Linked DNA regions of Canis lupus: region 1 is linked to region 2. A link is a contact called in public Hi-C data. All regions are on one chromosome and are shown on one strand. Each heading gives the region's core, a stretch centred on a gene start, on an enhancer-like site or on the middle of the called end of the contact. The rest is flanking DNA. Distances are from core to core; before and after follow the strand shown. Region 1 overlaps TBC1D1 (TBC1 domain family member 1). Region 2 overlaps KLF3 (Krueppel-like factor 3).

Region 1 (7,377 bases), core at 280-2,779, 490 kb after region 2:
CCTGACCACAGTGAAGGGCACTGGAGTGGGGGGGTGTTAGAGTTGAACCTGGCACGTATGAGTGGCCGCATCACGGAATGAGAGCTTTCAAACTATGCCCCACGAAGCTGACAGCAAAGTCAGGGGCCTGGGAGGGGTGGGGAATGCAGCTGCCTTATCTGGGGCTGCTGAAACAACGAACCATAGACTGAGTGGCTGCAGCAACAGACATTTATTTCTCACAGTTCTGGAGGCTGGAAATCCAAATTCAGAGTGCCAGCACCCTTCTCCTGGCTTGCCTCCTTGTTATGCCCTTACGTGGCAAAGAGTGAGTGCGTGCACACTCTGGTCTCCTCCTCCTCTCACTTATGAGGCATGGATCCCAGATCCCATGGTGGACGCTTGACCCACGTGGCCTCCTCTAAACCCAGCTGCCTCCCAAAGGCCCCACCTCCAAACACCAGCACATTAGGTACTGGAGCTTCAACATGTGAATTTTCAGGGGACACACACACTCAATCCACAGGAGGAGCAAATAGAGTTCTACGCTACCCCTTCTCTCCATTTTGGCAGAGCAATCAGATTACGTGGGGTTTAGGGCCTCTAAGAACTTTCCTTAAAAAAAGAGTGCAGTCAGTAGCTAAGAAAAAAATTATGAAAGTACAGGTAACAAGGTTTTATTATGACCAGAAGGAATAAGATGGTGTTTTGAGTCTTGATGGACTGGCAAAAATCACAACCTTTTTTTTTTTTTTGGCAGGGGAAGAGGGGACCTGGACGCCAGGAAGAAAGAGCTGCTTGAGCAAAGGTGCCATGGTACTCCAGCTCAGAGCCACCCTCCCTTCCGAATCCACGCTACTTGCTATTCATGTCAATAAGGCAGCTGACTTGTGCTGCCATGTGACATCTTATATATTTTATCTGGGGGGCATCTTTTATAAACCAGCTCCTGGGATAGGGCTTAGAGGTGAACAGTCATCTGGTCTACCTTTTATCCCACTTCTTCACATAGCCTGCTTCCTTGTCAGTGCAGGACAACCTGACGTACCCCCGTGCAGGAAGTAGATTTTGAATGGTACTTCCAACCCCATCTGTTCCAGGGCACCAACCAGGTACTTAACAAACATGTGCTTCCAAGTCCCCAGATTACCTGGAGGGCTATTCCAGTGCTGGCCATGATAAGCCCACCTGCCAGTGAAAAATCACTTGAACACGCGAGAGATGATAAGAGAAAAGAACAACTCTGTAGCCTCGAGACATGAGACAAACACAATCTGTTGATATAGTATCAGAGAAAATACAACTGACCCTTGAATAACACCCCCCCCAAAAAAAAAAATCCAAGGCAGGAGGGAGGAAGGAAAGGTCCTAATGGCACACACGGGTGACCTGTCCAAGCAGCAAGGGAAGCTCGATGAGGTTCTGCTTGCATAATGGTCCTGCAGTGAGGACTCTGAGTTGGTGGCTGACAAGGATGGATGATGCTAAGGGCCCCAGCTACAAACTCTGCTGCCCTTCCCCTCACCCCTTCTCATGCATCTGTGGCTAAACACGCGAACCCCACCCATCCCATTACACAATGCTTATCTGGATATGATCTAAGGTCAGACTCCATGAGAGGAAGCCCATGACTTAAAAGTTAGGAAATACTTTTTTGTGCTTCACTGGGGAGAGGGGATGGGGAAATCCACACTGTGAAACAAGAAGTTTACAACAGTGACCCCGGTTCTTCCCCCAACTTGACACACTGCTCACTGGGCTATATGTGGAAAGGTGACCTTTCCACCTGGAAAACCCCAGCCTCACTGCCTTCCTTATAAGGGCCCATATCCTGAAGGAAGCCAACTCAGGAAGCAGCACTCTCTTTGGTAGCCACATCTGCTCGGAGGTTGGGAAGCTTGGGTTGTCGCTGTGTAAGATTGCAGGCCTTGTCATCAATGAGACAATGGAAACCAACAGTGTGATCACTAAGGTGGCTTCCACCCCTCCAAAGACAGCACCTTGATGTTCATTCAAAACCCTAACAGACTTCACGCAATCTGGTTTATGAGTTAAAGTGAACATATCAAGTTCAAATGTTCTTTGAAAACTGTTTGTAGTAAGCAAATTCTTTAAACGTTACCAGAGCTTACTTCGCCCAAAAAACTCATTAAACAACATTTCCTTCTGAAAGTCTACTGACCATGACTGAACATGGCACCTCCCAGAACACCTCCCAGCTTCCACGTACAGTTCCTAAGAAGTGAGAGGTGTTACGTGTGCACATGGCGCAAAACAAATGAGAAAAATTGGCTGCTCTGATGGAACAAAGTCATTTGGTAAAGACTTATTTCCACTCCAAAGGACGGACACTTTTCTAAGCTCCTTGGCACAACACAGAAAAAACCAAGTACTGTGCACACAGCCCAGAAACGGCACCTTAAATTTCCAGAAAGGTCAGCATGCCAGGAGCTGATCCTCCAGAGCCTGGGACCGTGTGCTTAGCTGGCCAGATCTCAGCTCACTAGACGTGTCAACCTCTGGACATCTGGAAAGCTGCCCATCCTCTGGACCTTCTGCTGGGATGATTTTAAAGAGTGCAATGTCTCTTTCTTTGCAATGATTCTGGTCGTCTGTCTCTCCCCATTGAGGGAGTTTGAAGAGAGACCAGTCTCCTATGTTTGCCAGCACTCTTGGCCCGTGCCTGGCTTTTCCATCTCTGACTCCAGAAAAGACAGCGGCGAGGTGAGTGAGGCGGGGCCTGTTGCCTCAGGTGTGTACCTGGGGTGGTGCAGGAGCAGGACCCACGTCTCCCCTGGCTCTAACTTCAAGTAATGACATGCACTTTGCCAACAAGCTAAAGCCATGGTGCAAACACCCTGCACACTGTCCAGGAGGCTCAGAGAGGTTCTTTCTAACCATGTGAGTATCCTCCATATGCTGTGGAGTCCTTGGTGTCCCAAGGACATCCCTTTGCTTGTCCTAAAAGTCCAGGGATGATAGAAGGGAAGGTGGTGAGGGTTGAGAAGGCAGCTGGTTTTAGTGGCTTCCCAACCCTACGAGGAACAGACTGTCTACACTCTGATGTAGCTCCCGTCTCTCGGGTGTGTCCTCGCTGGCAAGCCTAACATCCCTAACTCCACGAGGTGGGTGCTGTCATCAAGCCCACACGACAGTAGAGGACTCTGTGGCAACCGCCCTTGGTCAACAGCTCATACATGGAGGGGCCGGGACGGAAGCCCAGACCCAGTCTGGCTTAAAGATCCATACTCCACAACTCAACATCAAAAGAACAAATAATTCAATTACAAAGCAGGCAAAGGACTTGAAAAGACGATTCTCCAAAGATGATACACTAATGGCCAATAAGCATATGAAAAGATGCTCAACACCAGTACTCATTTAAGGAATGCAAATCAAAACCACGATGCAGTATCACCTTGTACCCATACGGTGGCCACTTCAAAAGAACCCCAGAAAGCAATTATCAGTGAGGCTACAGAGGAGAAACCGGAACACTTGTGCACTGTTGGAAGGAATGAAAAATGGTGCAGCTGCTGTGGAAAACAGTAATAAGGCGGCCCCCCTCCCCCCAGATTAAACACAGAATCACCATGTGATCCAGCCATCCCAATTCTAGATACATATGGAAAAGAACCGAAGGCAAGATCTTGGGCAGATATTTGCACAACCATGTTCACTACATCACTAGTCACAATAACCAAAAGATACAAACAATCTAAATATCCACTGACAGAGAAATAAACAAGATCTACCCCCCCCCACACACACACACAGAATGGAATATTATTCAGCCTTAAAAAGGAAGGCGGTCTTGTCACATGCTGGATGAACCTTGAGGGCACTGTATTTAGTGAAATAATCCTGTCGCAAAAAGACAAATACTATCCCCATTCCACTGATGTGAAGTGGCCACAGTAGTCAAACTCACAGAAGACAGAAAGTAGAATGGCAGTTGGCAGGAGTCAGACGGAAAAGGGCATGAAAAGTTGGTGTTTGATGGGTATAGAGTTTCAGTTTTGCAAGATTAGAAAGTTCCGTAGAATCATTGCACAAAAATGTGAATTTACTTAACACCATTGAACTACACACTTACAAATGGTGAAGATGGTAAATTTTATGTGTTTCTTACCAACTAAAAATTTTCAAATGTTTTTCTTCTTAAATCCATACTCTTCACCAGGATGCTTCACAAGGATTCTCCAGTGGATGTCTTTCTGAAATTATGCACGACACTTTTTCTCTCCAAGAGCCAGAGGCCATTTGCAAAAATACTCATCATGATGGGAGCTACCAATCAGCACCAAGTTTCACCTTATTTCTCCTCAGGACTGACAAAACAGAGGACCATGAACTGGACTGAGACAATGAAAAAAGGCCCATTTTTAAAACTCTGGCAACTCAGAAAAGGTGGGTGTGCAAGGAAAGAGTCTTGGTATAAATGAAAATCTGAGAGTCCAGGATATCCTCCCAAAGGTCATGCCAATCCAAAACATGCAGTCAGAACATTCCCAAGCCCTGTCTCTCTGCCATGGAAACAGGTGTCTTTCCCTGGGTCTGAGGTTTTCCAAGGCCATGCACTTTTGCCTTCTTCAGGCCCGAGCTCTCATTTCTTATGCAATACTGCCTCTCATGGAGGGAGACAGTTACTGCCGGCCCCACGTTACAAAGGCAGGGACTGACGTCAGGTAGCAGGCCCAGAGTCCTTGAGGTGGGAGGCAACCAGGGTAGCCGGTACCCAGACGGGCCTACCTCCACAGCTCCTATTCAGGCTTGGCCCTGCACTCGGCCAAGGCTGGGGGTGCTGACCCTGGACACTGTTCCTAAATACAGTGCAGATGAAGGCCCCTGTAGGTCATATGGTCTTTGGGCCTTGGTCTTCTCATTTGTAAAATGAGCACTGGATTAAGAATTCCTTTTCTTTCTAATATGAAAAGCTCCAAATCAGCTTACTTGTCAACAGTATTGAGATCCACAGACTCAGGGGATCATAACAGGAGTATGAAATAGAAGAAAGCTCCTAGATATCAGTCTTAATAATGTTTTTTGTGCATCTGACTGCAAAGGCAAGGCAAACAAAAGCAAAAACCAATGGCTTCACATCAAACTAAAAAGCTTCTGCACCGTGGAAGAAATCATCATCAAAATGAAAAGGCAGGTATCCCTGGGTGGCTCAGTGGTTTAGCGCCTGCCTTTAGCCGAAGGCGTGATCCTGGAGTCCCGGGATCGAGTCCCTCATCAGGCTCCCTGCACGGAGCCTGCTTCTCCCTCTACCTGTGTCTCTGCCTCTCTCTCTCTCTCTCTCTCTCTCTCTCTGTACTCTCATGAATAAATAAATAAAATCTTTAAAAAAGAAAATGAAAAGGCAACCCACTGAATGGAAGATATTGCAAACCACATATCCAGCAAGGGGTTAATATCCCAAACATATAAAGAACTCGTACAACTTAACAACAACAAAACACAATCTGATTATAAAATGAATAGAGGATCTAAACAGGTAATTTTCCAAAGATGATATTTATACGGCCAACAGGACCATATAAAGATGTTCAGCATCCTAAACCCCAGGGAAACGCAAGCCAAAACCACAGTGAGTGAACACCTCACACCAGTTAGAATGGTTATCAAGAAGACAAGAAACAAGTACTGGTGAGGATGTGGAGAAAGGGGGACCCTCAGGGCACCGCTGGCAGGAATATAAACCAATGCAGCCACTCTGGAAAAAGTGTTTGGAGGTTCCTCAAAAAGTTAAGAATAGAACTACCATATGATCCAGCTATTCCACTTCTAGATACTTACCTGAAGAATACAAACATACTAATTTGAAAAGATATGTGCTCTTTCTGTTCACAGTAGCAATATTTACAAGAGCCGAGAAAAAGAAGCAACCTACGTGTTCACTGATGATGAGTGGAGAGAGAAGTTGTGGTGTATACATTACAGTGGAGTACCACTGAGCCATTAAAAAAAAGAAGAAGAGGGGGAACCCTCGGTGGCTCAGCAGTCTGGCGCCTGTCTTTGGCCCAGAGTGCGATCCTGCGGTCCTGGGATCGGGTCCCGCGTCAGGCTCCCTGCGTGAAGCCTGTTTCTCCCTCTGCCTGCGTCTCTGCCCCTCTCTCTCTCTATGTCTATCGTGAATAAATGAATAAAATCTTTAAAAAAAAAGAAGAAGAAGAATGAAATCTTGCCACGTCTCACAACTTGGATGAACCTTGAGGATACGATGCTAAGTGAAGGAAGTCAGAAGAAGAAAGACAAACACAAGAGTATGACTTCACTCATGTGGAATCTAAAACCAAACTTACAAATTAGTGGTGATCAGAAAGGGAGGAGAGGGGAGGGCATAGGGAAAATGGGCAAAAGGGGTCGAATGTATGGGGATGGATGGTAACCAGACTTTTGGAAGTGATCGCTTCATAATGAACACAGACATCAAGTTATATAGTATTGCACTTATATGTGTAATTTACCAATTTTGCCTCAATTTAACAACATAATAAAATGAAATACAGACACCATGATATGTTTCCTATCTTCATATCACTGCTACGTCTTCTTCAGAAACAGTAAACCATGATATCATCAGGAACCTTAAAATGACTTCAACCACAGAGTTTAAACTTTAACAAAACATATTAATATGGAAATAGAACATACCAATTTGGACTCGTCTATCGAATGCAATTCCAAAAGAGAAGTTTTTAGTTGCACAGCCAGAGCAATCTGAGATGAAATGTGGTATCTTTAAAGCTACCGGATATAGAGAAAAACATTCCACGGGCTTTTAAATTTCTTAATGTTACTTTAATTCCAAATTTCTGCTGAAACCAGAGAAATTTGGAATCTCGATGATCATTAGACAACAAGGTGCTAGGGACACTGAAGCTCCTTCCTGGGACGGTGAGTGGGTAGTGTGTGGCCCTAGTGAGGCAAAGGCCCAAAAGATGAGGCACAAAAGATGACTGTGGCCCACAGGCCACAAGAAAAACCCTTCAAATGAAGAGTTTTATCTCTAACTTTTAGGCTAGGTATCTGCAAATTAAGGCTATCACTTTCTCTGCTCAAATTACTGGTTATGCCAAGTTTAATAATTCCATACAGTAAGGGGGGGAAATCACCAAATGAGGTCTGTAGTTCAAGTCCACAAAAGAGAGAACTAATTCTATCATCAGGTCCCATTTCCAATGAATCTGAATACTTGGGACGCCTGGGTGGCTCAGCAGTTGAGTGCTTGCTTTTGGCTCGGGGCATGATTCCGGAGTCCTGAGATCGAGTCCCGCATTGGGCTTCCTGCAGGGAGCCTGCTTCTCCCTCTGCCTGTGTCTCTGTCTCTGTCTCTCTCTCTCTGTGTCTCTTAAGAATAAGTAAATAAAATCTTAAAAAAAAAAAAAAAAA
Region 2 (7,060 bases), core at 2,110-4,609:
ATCCCTTTTTACTGGGCACTTAGATTGCTTCTAAATGTTCATCATTATGGATGGCAGTGAGCATCTTTATACTTATGCCTTCCTGCACACCCTTAATTTATTGTTAAATAGCGTAAGGGTAAATCTCACGTGGAGGAATTCTTGGGTGAGAAGCATGTACATTTTCCAAAGCAGCTGATCTATCATCCAGCAAAAATGCTCTATTATTTCCATGAATAAAACAGAACCCATTTCTCAACATGCCCACCTGCAATGTGCATTACCACTTAAAAAAAAAAAAAAAAAAACAACTTGGTTAGTTTGTCAGTTTCAAACTGGCAAACTATTTTTATTCTAAATTGATTTTGTTAAAGTCAAATTTTTTCCATTTTTATTTTCCATTTGCATGTCTCCTCTAGAGAAATGCCTATATATTGAGGTCTTGACTCCTTCCCCATCCCCAAGCTGCCCATTGTTTCCTAACCCACTTTTTATACATGAAGACTTATTTTTTGGTATTCACTCCCAATTCTTCATTAGGAAATAAGCTAATCTACAGCCTAATGTAAAGGAAATGTCCATCTTAATCCCATTTGGCCTTTCTCTTCTTCTGTTGTTATGCTCGTGTTATCCCTCCCTTTTCTTCTGTGTTCTGTACTAGTTCACTGCTGGCACTAATCTACATCAAGCCAACTGCTTCCTCACAAAACAGAATTTTTTGCTCAACTTTGCTCAACATCCAACTGCATTTCATATGTTTGCGAATCACTGCCCAGCTACTACCCACCCAGATCTTCGACAACCTGCTTTAGGCACCTACTATCCAAATTTGGTTTCAGGCTTCAGAGCTTTGGTTGAAGGCAAGGTCTTTACTGGACCACTTTGGTTTGTGTGGGAGAGTGAACGAGTTCTGGACTGCAGTCTACCTGAAAAAGCTGCAGAAGTCTCTGGTTCTAGGTTACCTCCTGTATTTCAGGATTAAAACTCCCCAGCCCCACCTCCACAATAGCAGTTGTATCCACGCTCTGTGGGTTTTACTACGAAATCTTCACATACGATTATAAAAGTAATACTGTGTCGTTCTTGTGCTCCCTTGCTCAGTTGAAGAAAGACTGTTCTGGGTCTCATGACAACACGTGAGTATCGTCATTAACTCAACATAAGGCTCTAACTTCGAATTTTATTTTCCTACACCACAGTATGTATTATAATCTGTGAACACAATTTGATACCAGGCTGCTCAAATCAATGGTGCTAATACCCTCTTATGTATGCCAGCAAAAACAAACCCCAACAGCCAGTGAAAAATGGATGATTTCATAATGAAGGATGAAAACCCCTTTTGTGTCTTAGGATCTATTATTAACCAGTTCCCAGCCAAGCAGCTGCGGAGATGGATATGGTTCTAAAAAATACTGTCCAGTGCCTCACAGCAGACTATAAACAAAAGATGTGAGATCTTCTGCTCAAATCAATGAGGTCAGGTAATTCAGCAGCCCTGACCTTTGGCTGGCCACCCTTCCCCCAAGCCTTTTAAATTTAATTTAATGGCTACCCTTCCCCCAAGCCTTTTAAATTGAATTTACTCTTAGATTCATCCACTTGACTGAAGGGTATCTTGATGCAAATCCTTCTAAATATAAGCAGTCCTATTCTCAGGTGCATAACAAAAAGAGCTCTGGTCTTGGTCTCTCTCTCTTTTTTTTAAGATTTTATTTATTTATTCATGAAAGACACAGAGAGAGAGGCAGAGACACAGGCAGAGGGAGAAGCAGGCTCCCTGCAGGAAGCTGACGTGGGACTCGATCCCAGGACTCCAGGATCATACCCTGAGCCAAAGGCAGAAGCTCAACAACTGAGCCACGCAGGTGCCCCGGTCATGGTCCTGAGACTCAAACAGGAGAGCTGCATCCTAGCTATGAAATTTAAAGCAAAACAGAACCCTTTGCCCTGTAAAGAGTTCGTATCAATAAACACATACGCAATTTCTGGATATACATAGGTGTGTACACGGCACTAACGCTGTTGGTTCCAACTTCAGGAGCAAAGTCAAGCATTTGTCTCTTTGCTAACGTAGGTAGGCTTTAGAGGTCGGTCCCCTCTGCCCTTTAAAAGACTCAGACTGAATTCAGTTTAAAAGTGACTACCAGCCTACATCCTGCCTGAGAGCTCACAGAGGGGCTTGCCACTTCCCAGCTGCACCACTGCAATAGCTTCCCAGCAAGTGTATGCCTCGCGGTACCTTACAGCCTTCACTACCAGTAAGAGCACACAGTGGAATTAGGATGGGCTCTGGTTCAAATTCTAACTCCACCATTTAGCTCATAAAGCCATTAACAACTTTTCCTAATGCCCAGAGCCGTGGCTATTAAATCCATTTAGAAATGAATGACACATTAACCTACTCTATCTCTTATCACTTAAAGACGTTATTTAAATCGCTTCATTAATGTTTATGTTTTATCTGAATTTTAGGAAATGAATGCTCCACAACTTGAAATCATAAATGAAAAAGGTAAAGTCTAATATAGAGCATCTGCCCTAATAAATTTTTTTCCTAATAAAATTTATTAAAAAATAATTGTGAAGGTATGTTTATAATATGTTCAAAACTGTACCTCAAGAGTAATTCAATCCCTGGTGAAGTGATAGTTCTCATTATAGAAGTATTTCAGCTAGTGAATGAAAAAGAAGTGGTACAATTAGAAGATCTCATTTTGAAAGACTTAGACAACGCAACGCTGGACAAAGTCTGCAACATTCAAATATCATTATGAATAGAACCAAACTCACTCACTGTCCATTTGCACGTCGAACAGTATTCCGTTCCCGACCTGGCTGCCTCTAAAAGGACCGATCATACTTTCAGCGATAGTCACAGGATATGGAACAAGAGGTGAAGGACGTGCAAAGAAGACTGTACACTCTTAAACTGTCAACCAGACGGCCCTTCTTGGGAGGGGGTCACGGGGTGGGAGAGCTTTAAACACACATCTGTGTGCCAATGTTTAAATGTATCAATTCTAGAATTAAAACTCAATCAAAGCACAGGAGGGAAGCTAAGCCAGAAAGAAACCAAATTTAGGAAGAGAATGGAACACAGGAACACAAATCAGGCATTTGTTTATTTATGTGCAGAAAAATTCTATAGTCTGTAACTAACTCCTGTGCCTATCTCTGGTCCTGACCGTGTCTTTGGGTTCTAGGAGGAGTGACTGCAAAGTCTCCAAGGTGCCATGCATACGACTGAGAAGTAACTTATGCACTGAAAGAACTAGAACGCAGTGGATCTTGTTCCATGTGGACAGCTCAGGCTCGGGGGACACTAACATCCTCGGTAAAGGACACTAAATAAAACACAACCGCGGCCGGAAAGCTCTTACGCGACACGGACCGCAGTCTTGAGCAGAACCAGGAGGTGGCGCGCTACAACAGGTATTAGGGGCTAAGGACACGCGGGAAATGGGAGTTTGCCGACCTCCCCGTCCTTAAACCCAGTGGGTTGTAAGCGGGCCCAGGAATTCTGTTAACCACTTTCTGTGGGTGCCACGGAGATGAGAAGTCCCCAAACGTGGTTCTGTTTTTTGTTTTTGTTTTTTCAAACAGCTATTTTCCAATCATTAATGCATTTACATCGTAGCCCTACTGAACTTGCCAGAATGATTTTCCATAACCGGAACAAATGTCATCCCTCCCTAACTGGGTTATTTTGCTGGGAAGAGCCATCCGACTGAATTTTTTCTCCAAAGAGAAGAAACACATTTCCCTTCACTCTCTCTACTTACACTTCTGACTTTTCCCAAGTTAAGACATGGGTCAGATTTTTTTGTCAAAATGCAAAAACGTGTGATTTAGGTATTTAAAAGCTTTGGTGAAAATCATTTACATAAAGTTTCAGAAGGAATGCAGTTCCATCTCACACTCATCCAGTCCACCAGGAGGCCTACTCAACAGCTGATTTAGGAGGATACAAATGAGCTGCAGAGCTCAGAAATAAGCACAACTCTTGATGTAAGAGGAGCCTATGATGTCACCAAACCTCCTTTGAAAGAAGCTTGTCTTGAAGCAGGAGCAAGTTTTATTATAGAAACAATCTTACCATTGTCCCTTCCTTAGAAACATCACACACACACACACACACACACACACACACACACACACAATGTGTGTGTGTCTGAAGCTAAGTTTCTTGTGATACAGCAGGATTTGCTCCTGACCTTCTCCCTTCTTGGGTACATTCCAAATCTCATTCCTCAGATCCTCAAAGGGTCCCTGCAGTATCCTCCCCCAACCCAGCCTGACCCTTAGACTCCAAATGACCTGCCAGCCTCGGAGCAATCTTTGTCTCCTGCTGACCTCAGCAAGGTGTAAGGAGAAAAACAGTAGGAACAAAGCATGACGTCATCTGCAAGTGCCCTTAATTTTCCCAAGGGTTTGGATGTTAAAAGAGAAAGTGTACTGCCTCCCCCCCACCACTGCCATTTACTCCCCAAAGGAACTGGGGAAAAAGAAAACACTAAAAAAAAAAAAAAAAAATTCGTGTGTGTGTGTGTGTGTGTGAGAGAGAGAGAGAGAGAGAGAGAGAGAGAGAGACTCCTGGTCAGGAGAAGGGCCAGGCCAGGCAAGCAGGGGACATCCCTGCAACTGAACTTCCTTTCAAAAGAAACACTTCTTTCTTCACTTCTGTACCCAAATGCTTTTAAGAGCTCCTGAGGAGTCACATTTTTATGGCAGTTGCCTTGGCCAGAGACAGGGCGGTTGGGGTGGGGTGGGGGCAGGCAACAAATGTGGGAGGGCATTTTTAGGTTGCAGGCTGCTTTCGGAACAGCCAGATGCTGGCCCCTACCTGGAAATGCGCATTTTCCTAGGGCTGGATGATTTTCACCTATCTTAGTCTTCTATTGTTGGTTTGAAAGGGGAAAAAAAAAACGCCATGGAGCATTTCTAAATCTTTGCCCCTCACAAACTGGGTTGGCCATTTTGCATCAAAATGTTTTGTAAATGGAAAGAAGTTAATTATTTAGTTTTAGATTAAATATAATGATCCAGTGAGCAAACAATCCGCCCTCTCTCCTCTCTCTGCTAACAAGCCACCCAATTTTACTTTCCTGCCTCCACCCATCTGCTCCACCCTATGGAGAGTTGCCAAGGCGAGTCCAACTTGTCCAAACAGGACATGGCTTCAGATAAGATTCTGTCCACACCCTGTACCTCGGAAAAGACCAAGTGAAGCAATTGATTTTGCATGTAAATAGGGACAGGTGCAAAGGTAACAACCAAGCAAAATCCCTACACGTTTGCAGACTGAGGCCCAGCTAAAGCAGGGCTGGGGGGTGGGGGGTGGGGAAACCCAAACCCATACTCTTTATAGGTAAACTCTCAAGTTCAACGCTGCCACCTGGCTAGTAGCATTCCACACCTTTCTGAAAGACATTTTCGCAAATGCAAATCATTTCGCCTACTAAGGTTACACGCTTGTTTTCCTTCTTCAGGCTCTCTGGCAATTTTGTGTTTTAGTCTGAAGGGCACAGAACTCAAGATCAATTGAAAAAACGCCCATACTGTGTAATAATCCTGCTGTGTACATATCTTACAAGGCCGGCCGCAGCCCTCACAATTCTCTTCCGTGAAGCGTTATATAATCAAATCCAGAAGGGCTGCGTGAGGCCACACGGCCTCTCATCTGCCTCTGCGCTGGTGCCCTATCACTGGAGACCCACCCCGCTCTCCCCCAAGGGGCCTCCACCCATGGGGCCCCACCCAGCAGGGAGTGGGAGGCAGGGAGGGACCAACTGGCTCGGGTCAGCAGCCAGTTCCTGGAAATTCCGGCCTGAGCAGGGATGGCTGGGACCTTACAAATAACCAGAAAGAGGGACGTCTGGGTGGCTCAGTGCAGGTCGTGATCCAGGGGTCCTGGGATCGGGTCCCGCATGGGGCTCTCCGCAGGTACCCTGCTTCTCCCTCTGCCTATGTCTCTGTCTCTGCCTCTCTCTCTGTTGTCTCTCATGGATAAATAAATAAAATCTTAAAAAAAAAAAAAAGAGTCATTAGGGTGGTGGCAATTCCTGGGCTCCCAAGGAGTCTCCATTAAAAGCTGACCTCACAGGGCCACCAGACCTTTGGATATGAAACCATGAGCTAATACTGCCCCCTCCCTTCAAAAGTACACGAAAAAGAAAGAGGAAAGCATTTTGAGCCACTGCCATGGGAGAGAATTAACTCAACATGTCCCCAGCACAATCCTCCCTCTCCGGCTCCTGCCTTGAAAAGCCTGCCTGCTGCCCCCCACCTCCCCGGTGCCTTATTTTCTGGTCATTCGCCATGGAAACCAACCTAGAGGTCATCTTTCAAGTCTTCCTCACCAACTTTTCTTTCCATTCCTGCTACTGCCACTGGGGGCCAGGCCCCCGGTGTAAGACTGTGTCACTGGGTTCCCTCCACCACGCTCCCCACGGCGTCCCTGGGCCCTCCGACTCATCCTGACCCCCTTGCCGCCCACATTTCTCAAAGCCCAGCCCTCACCGGTCTGGCCCAAGCTCGCAAACCTTCCTCCAAAGGGGTGCCCAGGGCTTGCAGAGTGGGTTCGAGCGCCCATGCTCCCCACACCCCGTCTCTAACCAGCTGCCCCTTGCTCCAAGGGCCCTTCACGCTGGCCGCCCCGTCCATCCACCCCCACCTCCCACCCCCATGTCTTTGTTCATTTTTGGCTCCGATGCTGGGCAACCAGCGTGGAATGCCCCATCCCCTTCCGGCTTATCTAAATCCTCCTAATTCTTCAAAGACCTGCTCAAGGCCTCTCCACTCTGTGCAGCCAGCTGATTGCGCCCCAGTTGAGCTGAGGCCACCCCTTCTTACCTAGACGGGCGGGGCCTGTTAAATGGTTTGTGGCAGACCACCACCTGGATGGGGAGCATCACCTTCCATTTCCTTAGGGGAGCAGAGGGGGCCCCCTCCCATCTTCCCCAAGGGGGGTCAGGCTTGCTCACGAGAGGGAAGTTTTCTGGCAGGCATGAGGGGTGCTTCCAAGAGCACTCAGCCCACAGTAGGACTTCTACAGCCTTCCCTTTTCCCTTTGCCTTTG

Evidence for each region. A called contact is a pair of places that touch in the nucleus more often than the background predicts.
Region 1: a Hi-C map of blood shows a contact between it and region 2, with 3 times the contacts expected there. The contact joins two enhancer-like sites. A contact is called at or near these places in 3 of 9 Hi-C or Micro-C datasets (amygdala and blood).

What each region holds. Positions count from the first base shown.
Region 1 is chr3:74,712,207-74,719,583 of UU_Cfam_GSD_1.0, forward strand. The region is part of intron 12 of TBC1D1 (TBC1 domain family member 1); the gene reads right to left. Among named protein-coding and RNA genes, the nearest start is that of TBC1D1, 170 kb to the right of the region's middle. Within about 2 kb of position 1,530, at least 3 of the 20 cell types and tissues checked have an H3K27ac peak or open chromatin away from gene starts, as enhancers often do. A contact at or near this core is called in blood, where this site is marked.
Region 2 is chr3:74,221,907-74,228,966 of UU_Cfam_GSD_1.0, forward strand. The region is part of intron 1 of KLF3 (Krueppel-like factor 3); the gene reads right to left. Among named protein-coding and RNA genes, the nearest start is that of KLF3, 11 kb to the right of the region's middle. Within about 2 kb of position 3,360, at least 6 of the 20 cell types and tissues checked have an H3K27ac peak or open chromatin away from gene starts, as enhancers often do. A contact at or near this core is called in blood, where this site is marked.